Regions from separate parts of the Macaca mulatta genome. Here region 2 is linked to region 1. A link is a contact called in public Hi-C data. All regions are on one chromosome and are shown on one strand. Each heading gives the region's core, a stretch centred on a gene start, on an enhancer-like site or on the middle of the called end of the contact. The rest is flanking DNA. Distances are from core to core; before and after follow the strand shown. Region 1 holds the start of LARGE1 (LARGE xylosyl- and glucuronyltransferase 1). Region 2 overlaps LARGE1 (LARGE xylosyl- and glucuronyltransferase 1).

Region 1 (6,130 bases), core at 1,608-4,107:
GCGTGAACATTGCTATCTCCCCCACGATGGTCACATTTTTCTTTCTTAGATTCTATCTAGAGAATGTACACTTGAGTAATTATAATGGAGATATTTCTTTCCCGCAAGCTTATCTTTTAGTTGCTGATGTTATTCAATTATTTCTCCTTCGCTTGTAAATTTCAGGTCTCTTTTCCTTTCCTGAGTCACGTTATCTTTATTAATATGCTAATATGCTGTAACAATGCATTTTACACCACTAATGAAGTGAAGCAAAGCAAAACGTAAAAAGAAAGTACAAATTCTGGCTTTAACTTTACCCGGTTCCGGGGCGGGGGTGGGGGTGAGAGAGGAGGAAGAGAGTAGGAAGGAAGGACATTCGGGCGGCAAAAAAATAAAAATGATCCCCTTGTTTTCAGCGCGTTCTAGAACAGAGCTGCACGTCAGAGGAAGAACTGAGCAGCCTTCGAGCTAAAACACTTGGCATTAAACTTTGACACTTCAATGGTCTCTAGAATATTAGGTAATAGTTTTTCATATAATGTTCTTCTCCGATACGGTAATGGCATCAAAACAGATCGGCTATGCCTGCAACGTGCACGGTGAGACTTATCCCCGCAGAGATAAGACAGCAGGACCCCAGCCTCGCAGTTAACTTATCCCGAAGCTCCAAAGCAAACGTCTTTTACTTCTTCGCCGGGGACTCTGCTGTGCCACCGCTGCCTCCCTTTCGCATTCTGCTGGGCTCCGTCAGCCGCTGAGATTAGGTAAACAGCGCCCCGGAGCCGGGGCAGAGCGGGCGCTGCTGCTGCTGGTGGGGGTCGTTGTTTCAATAGGCTGGAGGGAAGGGGGATGGGAGAAGGGTCCCAGCTCGGTCAAGCCAAAGGCCGAGAGTGTGGTTACCTAGGCGGGAGCCAGGTCCGGAGCGGAGCAGGGGCCGAGCCTCGGAAGCCCCTGCCCACCCCCAGCCCGACCTCGAGGAGTGGGGTCAGCTCGGCAGCCCGAGCTCGGCGGCCTTTTCCCGCGCGCCCCCTCACCAGCCCATCCTTCCCCTGCCCCTTCCAAGAACTAGGGTGGGCTTCCCGCTGCCTCGCCAGAGTCCTGGAGCGCGGAGAGGCGCGCAGAGGGGAGGCAGAGACCCGGCGGCCCGCGCGGCTGGGGAGAGGTGGAAACCCGGGGGGAAGGGGACCCCAGAAGCCCTGGGACCGAGCTGGGGAAAAACCCGGGAGCTGGATCGCGCGCCCGGAGCTCCAGTCTCCGAGTCGGAGTTGTGCAGCCCTCGGCGTCCTCTTTCTCTCCCTGCCTCTCTGCTTTCGCCTCCTCTGGGTCTTCTCTCGAGGGCATCCTCCTTCCATCCATTCTCACACCCCCGCCCTTGTACCCCGACCCATTTCGCCCACTCCTCCTGTGGCTTGGGAGGACTCTCAGCACCCCACCCTCGTTCCTAGAACTGGGAGGCTGGAAGTCCATTCGAGGGATGTTGCGCGCCGGGTTCTTATGCCAAGAGGGAAAGAGCGAGAATAAAACCAGCAGGGGAGGGGCGTGTTGTGCGTGCACGGGGTGTGTGTTTGGGGTGGGGGAAACAGAATGTAGTTTCCTCAGAGGAACAGGAAGCCTTGGACAGGATTCTTGGAAACTGAGCCCAGAAAGATGCCGTCAGAGCCCTTCAGCGGGGCTCCTCACAGACTCCAGCTGCCCCACACCATGCCCACCTCTGAGAGAAGCGGCGACCCGAGGCGGGGAAACTTCCCACTTCTCACGACGGCTGTTTTGTGCAATTTGGGGAGCACGCTGCATGGTCCTGCAAGCCTGCGAGCGTCTCTAACACGGCAGCTGCGAGTCCGTCCCGCTTCCCTTCCCCCTCTTTCCGCGAGGCACGCCAAACCCGAGGCGGCCGGGAGCGGCCGGGGTGGGGGGGAAGAAGGGCGGGGAGCTCTCAGCTTGCACCCTTTCATCCCGACCCGGCCCGGGATCCCGGCTCCGGGTGTTGCTTCCGCCTGCCTGCCAGCGAGCTGAAGAAGCACTGGGGCGGAGTCTCGCCGGGGGGCGGAGCCTTGCGGGGGCGAACTTTCGGTCCGCGCGGCTGCGGAGCTTGCCATTGGTCGGCCGCTCGGTCACGGGGTCGGAGGCGGGCGCCAAGGAGGGCGCCGGCCCCGCCCCCGCTCGGAACCCAGCCCCGGTTCGCGGTCCCCCCCGGCTGCACAGACATGACACAGACACACAGTCACTGCAGCTGCTGAGCGAGTCCGGAGCTCTGGGCACGCGGAGGCGGCGGGGCCAGCCCGAAGCCCGGACCCCAGCGCCCGCCCCTGTCGGCCCCAGCTCGGCAGCCCCCTCCTGACCGGGCGCGGGAGGCGGGGATCGCGCGCCGGCTCCGGCCAGCGGCGCCCGGCTGCCCGTGGCGGCTGCAGCGGCCGCCCAGCTCCGAGCGCCGGGCGCTCCGGGAAGCCGGCGCATCTCGGAGGCGGCGGCGGCCGAGGCCGGCGAGCGCTCCCGGCGGCGGGGGCCGCCTGCCTCGGCTCCCCGCACCCACCGCACCGCGATCCGCTCGCCGCGCCTCCGCTCCCGTGACCTTCCCGCGGCGCCTCCCCTAGCCCCGCGCCCCCGGCCCCGCGCCCCAGGCCGGGGCGAGGCCCTCTCCGGCGCCTCCTTCCCGCGGAGCCCCTGGCGGGCGGCGCAGGCCCTGGGGGAGAGCGCGCCGCGGCCGGCTGCAGCCCCCCCCCCGCGCCGCCGCGCTCGGCGCCTGGCCCGGCCGGTGTGTTCCTGCCCCGCCGCCGCTCTGGAGCCCGGGCGCCCGAAGCTGGGGGCGCGGCCGCGCTCGCCTCGCCGGGCCGTTCGCGGGCAGGCCCTGCCCTGAAGGGACGAATCGGCTGGGAGCGCGGGAGGTGGAGTCGGCCCCGGCGGCCGCTCCCTGGACCCAACCCGAGGCGGACCCAGGCCCCTGCCCATGCGGGGCGCCCCTGGCTCGGAAGAGTCCCCCGGGCCGGGAGCAGCTCCAGGCAGCGGCCCCGGAGGAAGAGGAAGAAGGGACAGTGCTCAGCTTGGGCGACCCGGACCCTCGCCGCGGCATTTGGAGCCGGGGGCAGTCCCGAACTCTGCGATTGGCACCGCCGCTCCGAGTAGGGCAGCGCCTGCCGGGACCCTGACCCGGACCCCGTGCGCCTCGTAGGCGGCGGCGCCGCCGCGCCACCCGGTTCTTCCGCGTCTCCCTCTGCCTGGCGGCAGTCACGGCTAAGGTAAGAGCCCCGGAGTGCGAGAGTCGCCGCGGGGGCGCCGTGGTGTGCAGCGCCGGACAAGTTCTCCGAACCTGTCGCTGGTACCCCCTGTACTCGGGATGCCGGCGGGGAGGCCGGGCACACCCTCTGCTGCCCTGGCCGGGAGCCCTGGAGAGGCTGGAGGTGGAAGCCCTCAGTCTCCGACGTCCCGAGGACCCCCTCAGGGCCTGCTCCGCTTCTGGGCACACAGGCTGCTGGCAGGGGAGCGAGCCGGGAGTTGTTTCTGGTTAACACCAGGAGTGCATGTGACCGATACTCGCACCCGGGGCCTCACTTGTTAGCGGTGAGCACCTGTAGTTTGCGGAGCCTGCCGTGTTTGGAGAGGCCCGTCTTGGGCGGTACACAACTACCTTTCCTGGTGTGATGCTGTGAATAACTTTTCTTGTTTCTTCTTGCAGACAGTCCGGGGCAATTTGGGGGCGAGCAGCTACAGCTTGCGAGTCCCTCTTTAGGACAGAGTGGTTGGTTGGCATTGCTATCTGTAGGGGGGAACCCAGCCAGCATGTCCTTCCTATTAGGCAAAGCTGCTTGTGAGGAGTGATCAGTGTACAGCTATCCAGACATTCTTGTAAATGTCACTACTTTTGAAGTTTTGGAGTGAGGACTCCAAAGTTTGTGTATCCTCAAGTTATTTAGTTCATTGCCTTATCCTCTTTTAAATGTTCCTCTTAAGGAACCTCAGTTGTACAAGCCTGTCCTTGCCTGTTTGAAATTTATTAAACCTATGAGCTTCCCCCAGAACAATCTGATTTTAAGTGGGTCACTTCGGAGGGAACAGATTGTCTCTTGTACACTGAATCCATCCCTTGGGTGACCCTGTTTAATGGGGATGGATTTTTTTTTTTTTTTTGTCCCTATGCTGATGTACCTCGGTTGAGCAGGTTTCTGCTGAATTCAGAATCCGTGAATTTTGTCACTCAGTCCATTAAAATGATCTCCTGAGGGAGCAAAATAGCAGCTTACATTTTCCGTGAATGTCACTGGAAGTTTTACAGGGTCTTATGTAAGTGCCCAGAGAGAGAGAGAGAGGAGGGAGTCGGGGGAGATCAGGCTCCTGCTTCCTTCAAGGGAAGGAACGGAGGGGGTGGCAGGTGGGGGCGTCCACCTCCCTGATATGCAGATGCCTATTCTCTCTGACACAGGTGTGGAGACCTGAACTGCTTATCATTCCGTGGAGGCGGCCACCTCAGGTTAATTTTTCTCCTCACCTCTCCTCTCTTCCCACCTCAGGAGTCAGCTTCGATAGACTTAAGATAAGGAAAGCTTCTAAATTAAGAAAGGAACAAGTGGTGGTGGTTTATTTTCCCATCTCTCACAAATGGGTGACATTACTCACCGGCACACTTGGTCCTCACTAGGGATCAAAATAAAAGAAATAAAAACGCCGGCTTTAAGATTTCACACATCTCTTAGTGTACCTTTATTGTTCAAGAGTACTTTACTTCAGTGAAAATTGCTTGTGGAGAACACATTTATCGAGCCTGTCCCTGTTAATTCCATGCCAGGAAGAAAACTCACTGGAACAGAGAGGCAAAAGTCACCAAGATTTAGAGGTTAGTGGGTTTTCGAGAGTGGCGAGGAAAGGAATCAAATCTCCCTAGCAGGACAGAGAGGGTTTTAAAGGGAAGATGGGATTGCTGTGGAGTGAGCAGTAGCTGCTGACAAGTGTGGGCCCTCCTGCTTCACCTAATGAAGTGTGCTGGGGTGTGGATGAACTTTTTGATGTGAGCTAATGCAGATACCTTTGGTTTTTAAACCATACCTGGAAGGGCCTTAGAAATGAAATGAAAGGGTTTTTTCATCTCATCATAGGTCTCGGAAGTGCTTCCATCTCTTGGGAAGGTTGTGAAGGTTTCCTTTGTTTCCGGGTTCCCGAGCTGCGCTTTAAAGTTGATGCACAGTGCAGGGAGGGTGCGTCCTGTAGTGTCGCCATCCTTCAGCCACCTACAGTAGCAGGACACTAGGGGGGACTAGTTATCTTTTCCACCACTGAAGAAGAAGAAAACACCAGGGCCTGTGTTACTGTGGTTTATCTTGAGGGTTCATGAGCCTGCGATTTATGTTGAGGGTTCGTGAGACTGTGGTTTAATCTTGAGGATTCGTGAGACAGACTTTTTGGTATCCAGTACAGGCTTGCACTAATGAGTGGATTCTGAGTGCCTAACGGATGGGCCTGCTCACATCTAAATTGTCATTTGGACAACTTAGAACCAGTTAACTGCAAAATGTTATGTGACATTCTGAAAAGACTCAATTACAATCTCTAAGTATTTGAGGACTGTGCAAAGGCTCTATCCTTTGACTATTAGACCATCCTAACTTTAAGTTCCCTAACAGTTTGTAATCAACACTTCTGTTTGGTTTTTGATGGCGTATTTCCTGCAGTCATCATAAAATCACATGGCTTCAAAATGTCTCTGCAGTGGACTCCATCAAAGTTCAAATTCCCCTTAAAAATACATTCTTTATACTTAGAGATGTTTTGACAGCGTAGTTGCACTTCCATTTCAGATGCTCTCTGCACCTTCAGTAGTATGAAATCATTAGTTTCTACAGGCCTTCCAGCAGAATTGGAAGATAATGCTGCTTCCCTGAAGAGCACTGACTGCCCCATTGCCTAGATTTACCCAAGTAGCTAAGTCTTATCAAAGCTGATTCCAGAGGTGGGGGGAGACAGGCAAGATGCAAGGTAGAGGCCAAGAAGAGCCTGCTCAGTTTAGAATACTGTCACAAAAACAGGTAAATATCACCAAGATGTTGGTCATACGGGATTCCTAAAGGCCCAGTTCAGCATGTAGAGCTAGACTCTGTTTGAAACCTGTGAACCCACCTGAGTTATTACTTCTCCCTGAACCCTGGGGTCTGGTAGACTGCAT
Region 2 (6,130 bases), core at 1,467-3,966, 400 kb after region 1:
TGGGAGGCCGAGACGGGTGGATCACGAGGTCAGGAGATCGAGACCATCCTGGCGAACACGGTGAAACCCCGTCTCTACTAAAAAATACAAAAAATCTAGCCGGGCGCGGTGGCGGGCGCCTGTAGTCCCAGCTACTCGGGAGGCTGAGGCAGGAGAATGGAGTGAACCCAGGGGGGCGGAGCTTGCAGTGAGCCGACATCGCACCACTGCACTCCAGCCTGGGTGACAAAGCGAGACTCCGTCTCAAAAAAGAAAAAAAAAAAGAAGCTAGCACCCGCCCTTTCTCTCTCCTGCTCCTGTTCTTGCCATGTGACTTGCCTGTTCTCCCTTTGCCTTCTGCCGTGATTGGAAGCTGCCCGAGACCCTCACCAGAAATAGATGCAGGCACTATGCTTCATATACAGCCTGCAAAGCTATGAGCCAAAATAAACCTCTTTTCTTTATACATTACCCATTCTCAGGTATTCCTTTATAGCAGTGTGAAAGACTTTATAGCATTAGAAAGACTGTGAGTAGAAAAAAAGTGTATGTATATGTGTTTGCAGAAAATGGCCACAAGTTTGTCCCCTGCCTACATTGGTTCCTTTCACCAAGACAGTGTAGCTCCTAAGAGGAGGCATCTGTCTCCACTTCCTGAATCTGAGCCAATCCTGACATTTGTTTTGGCCAATGTAATGATGTAAGCATGACACAAGCAGAGACCTGGAAAGTACTTGAGCACTGGGGCTCCCCCTGCCACTCTGGGAGCCCGTCTGCCCTCTTGTGAACAAATCCAGGCTAGCCTGTTGGAGGATGAGGGCCCGTGTGGAGAGAGGCCCCATCATCCAAGCTACCCTGTGCTAGCAGGCAACGCCGCCCTATAGTAGCCAGTCCAGCCGATCCAACAGCTGTATTTACGACTGCAGAGGCATGAGCACCCTAGCCCAAACCAGAACAGCCCAGCTGAGTCAGGCCAGCTTGCCTACTTGCATTTTAAGCCACTATATGTGAGGATTAGTTGTTACACAGCAATGCTGACTGAAACAGTGTGCTACTTCTTGGAGAAGGTTTTTAAGAACCACGTATTTCTTCACTGTGTTCTCTTTTTACTGTCCTATAGTCATTCCTGAAATAACCCATAGTTCCCAGCCTGTGGGACATCTCATTTTGCAACCAGGCAACAGTGCCAAAAAACACTCATCCAGGCTCCTCTTCGGCAAGCGCTGGGGACTGAAAATCGGTGCCCTGGCCTCAAAGAACTCACCTGCCAGCAAAGACAGACACATGTAAACAACACAATACAATTACTATTTATTTTTATTATTAATAGATACATTGATTTCAGGCGTTGATCAGTGCAATGAGAATACAGCTAGAAGCTTGTTATGCCTTAAGGAAGTGAGCTGGTGGGAATCAGTTCACAGAGCCACTCCACACTTTCTTTTTACAGTGAAGGAAGAGAGGCCCACACAGAAGTTCCAAAACAGCAGCTCGTGTTTTGCACAGGAATCCCATGAATTTCTGTCAGATCATGTCTCATAGAGCATTACTAAAACCAGGACAGAAAGACGCAGAAAGCTTCCGGGAGTCAGGCAGAGCAGACTGGGATTAGGATTCAGATGTGAACAGAAAGCAGCTGCGAGCTGATGTGGCTCAGCTGAACGCCCAGGTGGGCAGTGGGGGCAGGTGTTGGTGGGGAAGTAGGTTAGAGATGGCCCATCTCAGCACTGCTGTGTTCTGCAGAGAGTTCAGAGTCCCCTCCCGTGCTTGTCAGAGAGCAGAAACGTGCTGTCTCCCTGAAGGATTGTGGGATTCGGGGAACAGCCACCCCAACGCATCTCAGGTACAGGATGGTTTAAGAAGCACTGAGGCCAGACACAGTGGCTCCTGCCTGTAATCCTAGCACTTTGGTAGGCTGAGGTGTGAGGATTGCTTTAGCCCAGGGTTTCAAAATGAGCCTGGGCAACGTAGTGAGACCCCCGCCCCCCCCGGCCATCAATACAGAAAATAAAAAATTAGCCAGGCATGGTGGCACACGTCTGTAGTCCCAATTTCTCAGGAGGCTGAGCGATACAAAAAGTAGAAAATTCTCCAGGTGTGGCAGCACAGGCCTGTAGCCCCAGCTGCTTGGCAGGCTGAGGAGGGAGGATTGCTTGAGCTCAGGAGATCGAGGCTGCAGTGAGCTCTGATCACACCACTGCACTCCAGCCTGGGTGACAGAGAGACCCTGTCTCAAAAGAAAAAAAGAAAAACCACTGAAACAGACAAACAGTCTCTTAGCTTCTCAGCAAGAGGAAGCCAGGGAGTACAAACTTTTTAATCCTAAGGAAAAGAAAATGCTACTTCAACTAAGTATCAAGAAGAGACAAATTCCCTTGTGCTTAAGAACACGACTTGGAAATGTTCTCTTTTTACCCAGCGTCATAAACAGAATGTGGGCTGGTGATGCGGTCATGTAGATCAGGCCTCTCCAAGAATGAATTGTTTTTTTTCTCTTTTTTTTTTTTTGCCTTGTTTTTCACTTCTAAAATACTATGTTTCCTCTTTTGGTTAAATGACAGACTTGCTTGAGTAGAGCAGTTAAGGATGTAAAAATAGTGATTTCAAAGAAAGCTGGGAGAGAATCATCATTTACGTGTTTTTGTGTTTTTAATTTGGGAAGAAGCTCCCAGTGCGGGTGGGGAGCGTCTGGAGCCTCAGACAGAACCTGGGTGTCTTTGGGAGCCAGTGCAGGGGCTGGTACTTTATTTTATGGGGACCTGTGGCCTGAGATGTGTTTTTAAAGGTAACAGTGCCCCCTTCTGGTGCAAATGAGTAAAGAGTTGAGGTTTTTCTAAGTATAACTTAGAAATCCCCGTGGCAAAGTGGAGCTTTTAAACTGGGGCAGAAATTATGCTTTGGCTGTTCCTCCTCACCACCCGACCCCCACCCCCGAGGAGCCCCCACTGAGTCTCCTTTGAGGCAAGCTCCTCTCTGGGGCATATGTGACCCCCGCGCCCCACTCCTCACAAACACACACACACACACACACACACACACGGGCAGCTCAGGGACCTGCAGAATTGCCAGATATCATTGCAGTGAGTCAGGATTCCTCTGTCTTGTCTTGGATCTTCATTCTTCAGCTTGAGTATATCCATGAGATTTTCTTTTTTTTTTTTAATCTGCAAAAAGCCAGAGTGCTCTGTGGAATCAAACTGCCTGTGAACGTGTTTCTTTTCTTTTCCTTTGCCTAAAACAGATTCCAACTAGCTGTCTTGTTTTAGGTAAGTTCCAACTGGCTGACTTCCATCCGGTCAGCTAGTGTACAGTGATATGTGCACACATCCGGGAGCAGGAACATCTAGGATGTTGGTCCCTGGATGTGCGGGTCCCTGGATATATGTACACATGACCGTCTTTTTCGACATACATCAGGATGTGATCAGAATCAACACTTAAACCCCCACAGTCAGTACCATACCCCTTTCTCTGCCCCACTCTAATCCCCGACCAAGCCGAATCCTGGTTCCCATTGCCTTGAGAAGAGAGGGAGCCTCAGGTCCCAGAAAAGTCAGTAGGGGTTGGAGTGATCTAATGACAGCAAGGAAAGTGAATTTGGGGCCTCACCCAGTTCTCCTTGTAATCTTCAGACCAGTCCTGCTCACTGCAGTTCAACTCTGTAGCCTGATTTTTCCAGATGAAGCTGCTCTTGTTGACCCAGATCTCCCCCTTCTTCTTTAAGGTGTGCTGTATCTGTGGGATGCAGACATAGGGCAGGACTGAGCCAGCTTCTTGCCATGTGTTCCCCTTCCTAAGAGCTTCTTACTCGGGGTCTGTGGGTAGATTCCAGAGCTTCTTAGATTCTCTCGGAAGTTGTATACAAAATTCTCTGTGCGGCCGGGCACAGTGGCTCACGCCTGTAATCCCAGCACTTTGGGAGGCTGAGGCAGACGGATCACAAGGTCAGGAGTTCGAGACCATCCTGGCCCATATGGTGAAACCCCGTCTCTACTAGAAATACAAAAATTAGCCGGGCGTGGTGGCGGGTGCCTATATTCCCAGCTACTCGGGAGGCTGAGGCAGGAGAATCGCTTGAACCCAGTGAACCAAGATCGCACCACTGCACTCCAGCCTGAGCGACAGAGTAAGACTGTCTCAAAAAAAAAATTCTTTATGCATTATATGTATGTTTTTGTAGCTCTACTCCACCGAGTTCAGCCCTCTTTATTGGGCAACTTTCCTAGAGGCTAGAGTGCGTCTTTAGTACTTGTTGGGTGATGATGGGACAGAGAGCGGTGTGGAGGGGTTGAAGGATATAAGCTTGTAACCACTTCCCAGTTTTTCATCCTCTGGTAGCTTTTCTTAGTCATCCAGAGTTAGCTTTCCAGTGGCTCAGGTGTACGGTCCTGGAATTATCAGTTAATACATGTTCACAGTTAAGGGGAATTTGTAGGCAAAAAAAAAATAGGCCACATGCTGCTTCCCAGAGCTGAGGATTTTCATCAGCTCTTCAGAATTATTCACACTCTGGTCCCTTTTTTAATGTAGATAACAAAGAGTTGGTAGCAATATAAGAGTGTGTGTTTGCCTTTTAAGGCTATAGTCAACGTATAAAAAGAAAATGATGTGTCCCCTTGGGTACTTACTACTCTCTAGTAAACAGGGAACAGAGGTGCTTAAATAGGAGGAAGTGGGCTGGGCGCCGTGGCTCACACCGGTAATCACAGCACTTTGGGAGGCCGAGGGGGACGCATCGTGAGATCAAGAGATTGAGGCCATCCTGGCCAACATGGTGAGACCCCGTCTCCACTAAAAATAAAGAAATTAGCCAGGCGTGGTGGTGCGTGCCTGTAGTCCCAGCTACTCGGGAGGCTGAGGCAGGAGAATCGCTTGAACCCGGAAGGCGGAGGTTGCAGTGAGTGGAGATGGCGCCTCTGCCCTCCAGGCTCACAACAGAGCGAGACTCTGTCTCAAAAATAATAATAATAAGAGAAAGTAGGGGAGACTTCCACCCCATCATCTTCATCCGTCCTCAGTAGTCTGATGAGATGCAGGACCAGCTATATAATTTGTGAGGCCTGGTGCGCAATGAAAGGTGGGGCTTCCTTTAAAAAAAAAAGCGTTAGGAATTTCAGAATGGTGACAGCAAGCCACTAAACCAAGCATAGGGTCTTTGTCAGCACAAGGCCCTTTAGATCCTGTGTCCCTAAAGCTGGCCCTGGTGAGACATAGGGATATGGGCCTCTCCCCACATCCTCACACCATTTCAGCCCTCTGGATGTCTTGCCTGCCTTCATCACCGCAGGCACACATCTGCCTTGCCTGCTTTGTGCTTCCTGTCCCCCCCGCCTTTAAGCCTCTCTCCCCAGTTAGCCCTAGTGCTCCCTGCTTCATTTCCTGCAGGTTTCTGCCCAGAGCTCACCTTAGCAGAGGGTCCTCCCCCATCAGTCTTCTCTCAAACAGCGTCCCTCACACCCTCCCTGCATCCTCTGCAACAAACACTTAGCTTTCACAATGGATTTATCTGTTTATCATTTATCGCTCTTCTCACGCTAGTAAAGCGCACGCTCTTAGAGGGCCTGGACAAGGTGGTGTTGCTCACTCCCAAACTCTCTGAGGCTGACAAGGTGCCGGGTGCCAGGCTGATGCTGTGTGTGTGGAATACACAGGTAGGAGTGTTCTTTGCTAACTGGGGAAGGCAAGCCAAAGGGTGAGGCGCCAAGGGGAGGGCAAGGGGTGACTCTGGACTCGTCACCTCTCGTCCTGATCTTGTCCGGCAGGAGCATCTTCTTCCTGCCAGCGTTCATCATTCTGGATGCCTTTCGTAAGATCCAGGGCACTGACCACGGAACCTTCCATGCACCACCTTTGGGCAGATTAAGTCCAGGGACTGCCGCCTCCCCTACCTTAGTTCTTCAGTGTATAAAATATGAGGGGGTTTCTGGGGCAGCTCTTCTGGCTGTTTTCTCGTTGAATGTGTTGTTGATGAGTCCAGAGTTCTTGTGTTTTGTTCCAGTGTTCTGGGAAAGATTGTCCTGGCTGTCTATTTTCTGCTCCCTGTGAAAATTAGTTCACTTGTTCAACAAATACATATCACGTGCCAATCATGTGTCAGGTACTCGTCCAGGCCCTCAGAATACAGTAGCAACACATAGCAAGCAGACCCTCC

What was found. A called contact is a pair of places that touch in the nucleus more often than the background predicts.
Region 2: a contact with region 1 is called in a Hi-C map of fetal cortical plate, with 3 times the contacts expected there. The contact joins the enhancer-like site here to the promoter of LARGE1 in region 1. A contact is called at or near these places in 4 of 14 Hi-C or Micro-C datasets (blood, fetal cortex germinal zone, fetal cortical plate and 1 more).

What each region holds. Positions count from the first base shown.
Region 1 is chr10:17,612,460-17,618,589 of T2T-MMU8v2.0, forward strand. LARGE1 (LARGE xylosyl- and glucuronyltransferase 1) reads left to right here and starts at 2,858. Exons shown (of 15, transcript NM_001260905.1): 1 at 2,858-3,215.
Region 2 is chr10:18,015,540-18,021,669 of T2T-MMU8v2.0, forward strand. All of the region lies in intron 6 of LARGE1 (LARGE xylosyl- and glucuronyltransferase 1), which reads left to right. Among named protein-coding and RNA genes, the nearest start is that of LARGE1, 400 kb to the left of the region's middle. Within about 2 kb of position 2,717, at least 5 of the 40 cell types and tissues checked have an H3K27ac peak or open chromatin away from gene starts, as enhancers often do. A contact at or near this core is called in fetal cortical plate, where this site is marked.